Linked DNA regions of Danio rerio: region 2 is linked to region 1. Evidence: chromatin contacts called from public Micro-C data. All regions are on one chromosome and are shown on one strand. The core of a region is the stretch at or near the end of the contact, and the rest is flanking DNA. Distances in the headings are between cores, read along the strand shown.

Evidence for each region. A called contact is a pair of places that touch in the nucleus more often than the background predicts.
Region 2: a Micro-C map of caudal fin shows a contact between it and region 1, with 4 times the contacts expected there. The contact joins the promoter of purab here to the promoter of ube2d2 in region 1. A contact is called at or near these places in 1 of 18 Hi-C or Micro-C datasets (caudal fin) and 1 of 4 datasets of contacts at active chromatin or transcription factors (embryo).

What each region holds. Positions count from the first base shown.
Region 1 is chr14:8,444,526-8,448,739 of GRCz12tu, reverse strand. It overlaps ube2d2 (ubiquitin-conjugating enzyme E2D 2 (UBC4/5 homolog, yeast)), which reads right to left and starts at 2,635. Exons shown (of 7, transcript NM_200959.3): 1 at 2,337-2,635; 2 at 1,099-1,162. The coding sequence starts at 2,360. It also overlaps a transcript of ppp3cb not described here.
Region 2 is chr14:8,815,209-8,819,394 of GRCz12tu, reverse strand. purab (purine-rich element binding protein Ab) reads left to right here and starts at 2,555. Exons shown (of 1, transcript XM_005157161.6): 1 at 2,555-4,186. The coding sequence starts at 2,592. The coding sequence ends at 3,431.

The DNA.
Region 1 (4,214 bases), core at 1,386-3,885:
AAGTTTCCAGCTTACTTTAAAACATCTTCTTTTGTGTTTAACATGAAAGTCAAACTGGTTTGAAAGAGGTAAAGGCTGAATAAACGATGACAAAAATATTTTTTTTTGCTGAACTATTCCTTTAAATTCATTGTGAAACTGATTTTAATGAGAAGCGTTGAAATAAATTGTTTTTTAAAATCTGTCAAGTTCAAGTGAACCAAACTTATTTTTTATTGACTAATTTAACTAACTTTTACTATATCTTTAAATCACAATACACAAGAAGATCTTTCTTGTTTCCCAGAGAACCTTAAAGTTGTTCATTAGAAACATTTTTATTATTTATTAAAAACTAATTCATTATTCAATAAAAATATATTTTTTAAATGTCATAAAAACTAATTATTTTTGAGAACAACTCAATTACAAAAAGTCTTCATATCTTCTTTTTGCATCTTACATAAGATATACAGTAGTCAACGTATAAGGTGGATTTTTTATCCTGAGGAAAAAAAAAGAAGTGTTGAATAGTTTTAGGACAACTATAAAGAAAGGTTTTAATCCACTTCAAAATGTTGACTACTGTATTTTAATTTAAGGCTTATGTGCCAGAAAACAAGGCAGAATTTCTCAAATATAACTACGAACTTAAGGATTTGAACACAATAGATTGCTAAGAATGTAGAATTGGTTACTTCTAATTAATTTGTATCTCTCCTTCAAAGCACAATACATGCACTTTTTACATTTACTATCCTGAAGAAAATAAAGAAAATTAAGTTAAATGCTGTATAGAACTAAAATATTACATCTATTTTGAATTAAAATTAATTTGACTAATAAATTGTTGCCTCTAGATGACAGGTTGTTGATTAAATAAAAAAGACCTGAAAAAGATGGGATGACGACGTTACAGCAGAAGTGAACTTCTTTCAAACATCTTTGTCCAAGATCAAAAATATAGATTAAAATTAAAATGTTAGTTCTTTGACTTAATCAGAAGTACAATAACCAAAGATTATCTATAAATAAGACACGAAAATGAATGGCTTTAAATTAAACAAAGAAAAAAAAAAAAGTTATTAAATAATTTGTTGGAAATAGTGAGGCACTTACTGTCATCCCCTACCGGGCCCGCTGAACACTGAGCAGGTGGGTCACGGCCCAAATCATGCAGCTCCTAAAACAAACCAGAAACCCAGCAGGTTAAAATCACTCACCCATCATGCTTTGGAGAAGCAGCAGGTAAAGCTCTGCATCACCTGTCTCGAGCCCTTCCTGAAACACCTGCAATGCTCGCTGAAACTGACACCGAAACCTAACACTTTAGATATCTGTGCATTTCATTAAAAATGACTAAAACTAAACGGCCAGTAAACATAACTAAGAAGAGAGAAATGACAGGGGCTTGATGTCAAATCAGACACACGACAGCCTGTGTAATGAAGTTATTGCTGCTGTAATGACATGAGATGTGACCACAGCTTATGTAACAATTTTTTTCCGGTCTTGTCAGTTCTACTGAAATCAGAGAGAATTAAGGTCCAAATAAAGAAGATAATGGTCTGATTTGGAAACGATTTGAGCCACGTTCATTACGCCAATTTGCTTGCGCCACGAGCTAACCTCAAGACATAAATAAATACGTGTTGAACTTAAACACTTAACAGACTGGCTCAAAAATACCAAATATTTTGATGCTGATAAATTAACACGAACACAAGACTAAACATAATGAGAAAATGACTTAAACGTTTAACGTTACCCGTGACGGCAAACCGATGGGCCAGATGCCTCTCCCGGATAGGCGAACGGTAACGTTAGTTAGTTAAACTAACAACCGTATTTGGCGTATACCACCGTATTTTGGCGTAGAAATAATAAAAACACACCCATCTGATGATGAAATATGAGAGAGAAATATTTTTGTTCAAGATTTTCAAATGGGCCTTTAGCATCAGTGGCTACGAGCGGTTAGCATGCTAACACGTTACCATGAGCCTACATTAATCCTCAAGCGAGCCATACCAAACCGACTTCCAATTCAAAATACTATTTATGTCAGTTTACAATATAAAACGAGAAATGAAACGTGAAAGTGAACACCGAATAAACCTTGTACATCAGTCGCAGGCAGTTCGACGAAGGGTCTCAAGCTAACATGCTAATCGTTAGCCCGGGCCGAACCGTCGAACCGGGGAGCTTTACAACAGTTGTCATCGCACCAGCGGCACACTTAACACCTAGAACCTATCAATAACATCCAAAAATTCGAATTTCCGGTAAAATCGAAAAAAAAATATGCGATTTCAATGCGGAATAAGGCAATGGCGCCCGTGACTTCCTTCTCTTACCTTGTGGATTCTTTTCAGAGCCATTGTTGTGCTGTTACTGCTGTCAAAAACACACAAAACGCGCCCTGTACTCGATTAAAACGGCGTTTCTTCGGTTCCGACGCTTCCAACCCCTCGTGTGTCGTACTAAAGGACGCCTTGGGGTTATAATTCAATCGGTGTTCTGTGTGTGACGGAGCCGGTTGGTGTAATTTGAAGGCGAAACTGAAAGGTGGTGCTGGTAGCGGTTCGGTCCTTCCTCCTGCAGCAGCGGCGGCAGCGAGCAGCTAACCGCAACACGCACACTGCGCTGCTCTAAACAGATCCTTCCGCCAATGGACGCAGTCGCCGGGGACGGATTGCGCGCCTACGCCAGTTGCCAGATAGTGCTGTTGTGAATTACGAAACTGATGCAATAGCTGTGCCAAAATGGCGGATCGCGCTGAATGACTTCAACGCTGATTGAGCCCAAATGAAACCCTGTGGTTGAACGCTTCCATTTCGAGCCTATGTGCGAGCTGGGCGATAAACTCAGAAATATAAAAGAAATAGCTAGGAGGGACATACGTTTATTTATTGTTAGAGGTGTTCATTCGACGTGTGTTTACAATTGTCCGCGGAGAACAGCTTATACTCAATTTCTACCAAATTCGCAAACACATAAATATCCTCCGTCAGAGGAAGTTTCACCAGTGCGGAGGGATACTTGACAAGTTTATGTTTTATCGCGTCAAAACACGAGATTATCGCCCATAGATTGGTGGATGCAGTATGAGAGAAACAAAGCTCCACTGTAAGTTTTATTTAATTATTTTTAAATGTTTAAATGAACACTTTCACGTTAATCTGTATTGTTGTATGATGCATGAGCTTTGCAGCTCTCACATTTTCTTAATTTATGTACATAATCATAATACAGGTAACGTTACGTTATTACCATTTGTTTTTTATTTTTTATAAATTGTAAATATTTTTACGTATTTAAAATGTTTACATGAGAATATTACAGGTACTTTACTTCATCAGTTATTTTTATATGCATTTTTTATTCGGGTCAATAAAATATGTTTCCACATCTTAAATATATTAAAAACAATATACGTTTTTATAATAAAAAGCATATGCATGCTTGCCACCAAAAATTATGCTAGCCACTAAATATAAAGTATATGAATATAGTTTCTAGCATCAGTACATCCTAACATAACTGACTAATTACTATATTGATTATGGTAAGAGAAAATAATGTAAAGAAATTGTAATAAGCAGGGAGTTTAGTCGATTTGTTTGTAGGTTGTAATAGGCTATATATTTTCTAAAACCTTGAGTATGTATTCTGATGGGGTATATGCAGACAGACTTTTAATTTCAGTGAGCCAGCCTCATTGCTTCCGGTAAAGTGTCTTTCCATTATAAACCACGTTTAATATCTGATTTCTTTAAAAAAAAACAGTGATCTTTACTGCCTGAAAAATCTACAACATTAATTGGGTCTCAGACCGGACAAGATCACTGCATTAAATTCCATTCCCCCTGCCATGTCTTTAAAATATGACTGTTCATTTTACCTCAGTATTTTCTCAGTATTTAGAGGTTCTGCGCACGCTTGCTGCTACTGACGGCGCTACATGGACTTTCATGTAAGCTTGAACAACTAAATGAATGCTTAAGTCTATTTAACTGAATGTATTGTAATTACATTACAATATCGATGCTGTGAAAGGAACAATATTAATATTGAAAATAGTCACATTAAGCTTTCACCGGATGTTTACCATTAATTGAAAAACACTAGCTGTGCATAGAGCCCAATGGGCTTAATCTGATGTGTTCTCATTTTTATTCTATTGTCTTACCTGCCTTTGTTCTCATTTCTAATATTTGATTGTCCAAACAATT
Region 2 (4,186 bases), core at 1,306-3,805, 370 kb before region 1:
AAATGCATATATTTTTGAGTGTCTCAAAGGCTTCTAAGATACTTGATCTGCACGTGACAAAATTGTCAGATATCATGTGGGACGATACAAATTGAATAACGATAGTAAGGTGAACAAATATAGCCCATTAATTCCATCCGCTCAAAAATATTAACACAATTACACAAAAAGAACAAATAAACAGTTAAATGAATGAATGAAAAACATATGTTCTTAACAAACAAAACACCCCCCCCCCACACACACACACATAAAAAATAAAGAAATTATATATGTCACGTTACATGTTGCCAGTAACCAGTGGTATAGTCCAAATGGTCATTTCAGAGTTATAAAACGAGCCTGGTCATAAAAGATTCAACTGCCCAGAATTATTAACATTAACATTAAATGACTCAGTATCAATTGGCTACACACACACACACACACACACACACACACACACACACACACACACACACACACACACACACACACACACACACACACACACACACACACACACACACACACACAAAAGATTACTGCTGCTTGTTCAAACTACCTGTTTAAAATAAGCTAAAACAACACAATTCTTGTCATTTCTTTAATTTATTTGTTTTATGTTCAGACTACCTAAATTTGTAAATCATTTAGTAAACTTAATCGTTTTGTGTTGGGACAACATGAAGGAATTGTGTTGGTCCAACTAACTAGTTAGGGGATTTGTAGTTTCCAGTATGCTTTGCATGCATGGGATTGAATTGAGCGTGGGAAATGTTGACGATAAAATTACTCTTAGGTGTTTAAAGTTAATAGAAAGATGTGTTAGAGTTTAATCTTCACTTAAGTTTGCAGATTTAGAATTGTTTCATGTAATGCTTTGAGTTTTGAGATTACCACCTTGCAGAAGCACCCATGCTTTGTTGGCAGCTTAATTAGCCAAATGGCAGTTTGTTGGTTTGCTGAGTGAGAAATAACAGTCCTAAAATAAGTTCTGAGATCAGTCTCAATCTACTGTATATGTAACTCATGAAATATGCTTAATGTCTATTTTAGTTTATTTAACTCTTAGAGGGGTTTTTTAGTGTATTTGAAAAATAATCATATATATATACTTTGTTAAAAATATTAATATTTTTACATTTTTGGCTTTTAACTGATCTTCATAGTCATACAGATTGAATCTCTTAAAAGCTAAAATCAACTACAACCGTCTAAAATATTTTGAATTCTCTCGCTTTACAAAAAAAAAAGAAAAAAAGTTGAATAAACATTTCTAACCATCATGAATACAAATATAATATATCACTTTTCTTAATAAATAAAATTCAACCGTTTGCAATCCCTGCGGTGGGCGTGGCGCGGTCGCTGTCCGTGGTGCTGAACGGAAGAGTTTACGGTGTTCATTATTACATCCCTTATTTTCCATTTAGCTTCTGATTACGTCATTTAACAAAGTAGGTTATTTATTTTTTACTTTTTAATACTAATTGATAGGTTATATGCTACTTATAAATGCATAATATTGTAAAAAAATAGATGCTAAATATTTGATTGTATAACATGCTGACATTTCGAGTCTCTTTCTTTAACACACATAGGCCTGATATATATATATATATATATATATATATATATATATATATATATATATATATATATATATATATATATATATATATATATATATATATATATATATATATATATATAAAATTAAAATGAAGGACTTAATGAAGACGTTTAATCCTTCCTGCGCAATCTCAGCGCTGGTATGATTGTAACAACACACTCTGATATGAGGAATCTCACTGACTGCAGAAATAGAGCCCATCCACAAGACGGAGACTGCAAGCTGAAGTAGAACATGCGTAACGTTGATTCTGGTTGAATAAAATGCAATGAAGTTGTCAGTTTTCAGTTCTCTAAACAAACTTCTTTTTTTCTGGAAGCAAATATGAACTTACACATGTCCACCAGGAACAAAGTTTTACAAGTTTCGACAGTCAGGGATATAATTGTTTCCAGAAATTATTCATTTTAATACATTTATTAAATATTTTATTCACCTTTTTATGAATATCCTATGCAAAATACCACATGATATACACACAAATCTAAGAAACATCTTGAATGGGCTATTACTGTTAAACGCCTGTTAATGGATTTAGCAAATATTTCTAACAATATGTTTAATATAATATCAATAACGTACAACATATCTGTATTGAAAGCTTTATTAGTTATTGTATTATGTTAAAAAACAGAAATGGTTTCAATCCTGAATCAACTGTTGCACTCTACTGCTTGCAAAGACTGCTCTGAGCTGGAATATTTGTAATGACATAACTTGTGCTTCATAATGTCGTGTATTGTGACTCAGTCAGAACATTTTTGCTCGTTTCAAATGCTCTTTTCTGCTTCCCGGACCCAATCTGACCGCTATGCAGAGGTTCTCGAAGGGCTGCAGAGTCTATGCTCTCCTCCTTCAGCAGCGTCTCTGACTGCGGATCTCGCGATAGTTCGGCGGTCGCTGAGCAGCAGTCGCTTTTGCAGCAGGGCTGAGGGAGACGGAGAGAGAGAGAGAAGGTAAGCGGGGAGGCTGCATCATGGCGGACAGAGACAGTGGAAGCGAGCACGGTGGATTCGCCACAGGCCCCGGCGCCGGCCCGATGCATCCGGGCGCTGCATCGCGGCTCCAGCACGACACGGAGGAGCTCGCGTCGAAGCGCGTGGACATTCAGAACAAGCGCTTTTATCTGGACGTCAAGCAGAACGCCAAAGGCCGCTTTCTGAAGATAGCAGAGGTCGGGGCCGGTGGAAACAAGAGCCGCCTGACTCTCTCCATGTCTGTCGCCGTTGAGTTTCGCGACTACCTGGGAGACTTCATCGAGCATTACGCCCAGCTGGGCCCCAGCAACCCTGATTTGGTGCAGGACGAACCCAGGAGGGCGCTTAAGAGCGAGTTCCTGGTGCGCGAGAATCGGAAGTACTACATGGATCTGAAGGAGAACCAGAGGGGGCGGTTTCTCCGGATCCGGCAGACCGTCAACCGCGGCCCCGGCCTGGGAACCTCGCAAGGCCAGACCATCGCTCTTCCGGCGCAGGGGCTCATCGAGTTCCGCGACGCGCTGGCCAAACTCATCGACGACTTCGGCGTGGACGAGGATCCAGCGGAGCTGCCCGAGGGCACTTCGTTGACGGTGGACAACAAGCGCTTCTTCTTTGACGTCGGCTCCAACAAGTACGGCGTCTTCATGCGGGTGAGCGAGGTGAAGCCAACCTACCGCAACTCCATCACGGTGCCCTGCAAAGTGTGGTCCAAATTCGGCGCGACCTTCTGCAAGTACGCGGACGAGATGAAGAAGATCCAGGAGCGGAGCCGAGAGCGGAGGGCGCGCGAGATGCTGCCGGAGGGCCTGCACGGCGACGACGGGGACGAGGACTAATGCAAAGCGCGTAAATACATGTACGTATGTACGCCCAGAGTGACATGATAATCAAACGTTACTGTACTGTAATGTGGGATTGCTCTACACACACAACCCTCACAGACTCGAACAGTTGCATCTCTTCACTCATCGCCGGAAGTTACCCACTTACCCACCATTTAACAGTAAGACGCTGCTATCGACAACATGATGTATGAACCGTGTCCAGGATGGTGCAGGAGTGTGTGTGTGTGCGTGTCCCTTTTTACCCACGTGTGTGACACATCCAAGCGCTTATGCACTGCAAAAATCCTCTTGTTTTCCAGTACTGATCGATCCATTTAATAGTTTGCTTCTATCCGAGTTTATATATGCGCGTGTTTATTGTTTGAAGAAAAAGTTTTATTTACACCACACATTTCACACGGCGAAGAATGTCATTACCAGAAATATAAGATAAAGACACTTTATGTAAAGAAAAAAGAGCGTTCACACATGAGTGGGGTCAGTTGTGATGCGATTCCACACACTTCAGCACTGACGCCTGTCAGTCATGTTGCCAACTCGACACTGATCACGTTTTATGTAAAAGGAAACTGATTCTGCAGATTTTAAAATGTGCTTTCGTAGTAAAAGTGACATGAAAATGCTGCTGATATTCAGTATGCAAACTGGGGATTAGAACGAGCAACTGACCCCGCTCCAAACCTTCCTTGTAGAAATTTTGGCTTGTCATTCATGTTGTTTGCAAAAGTATGTGCACTTTACTGGAA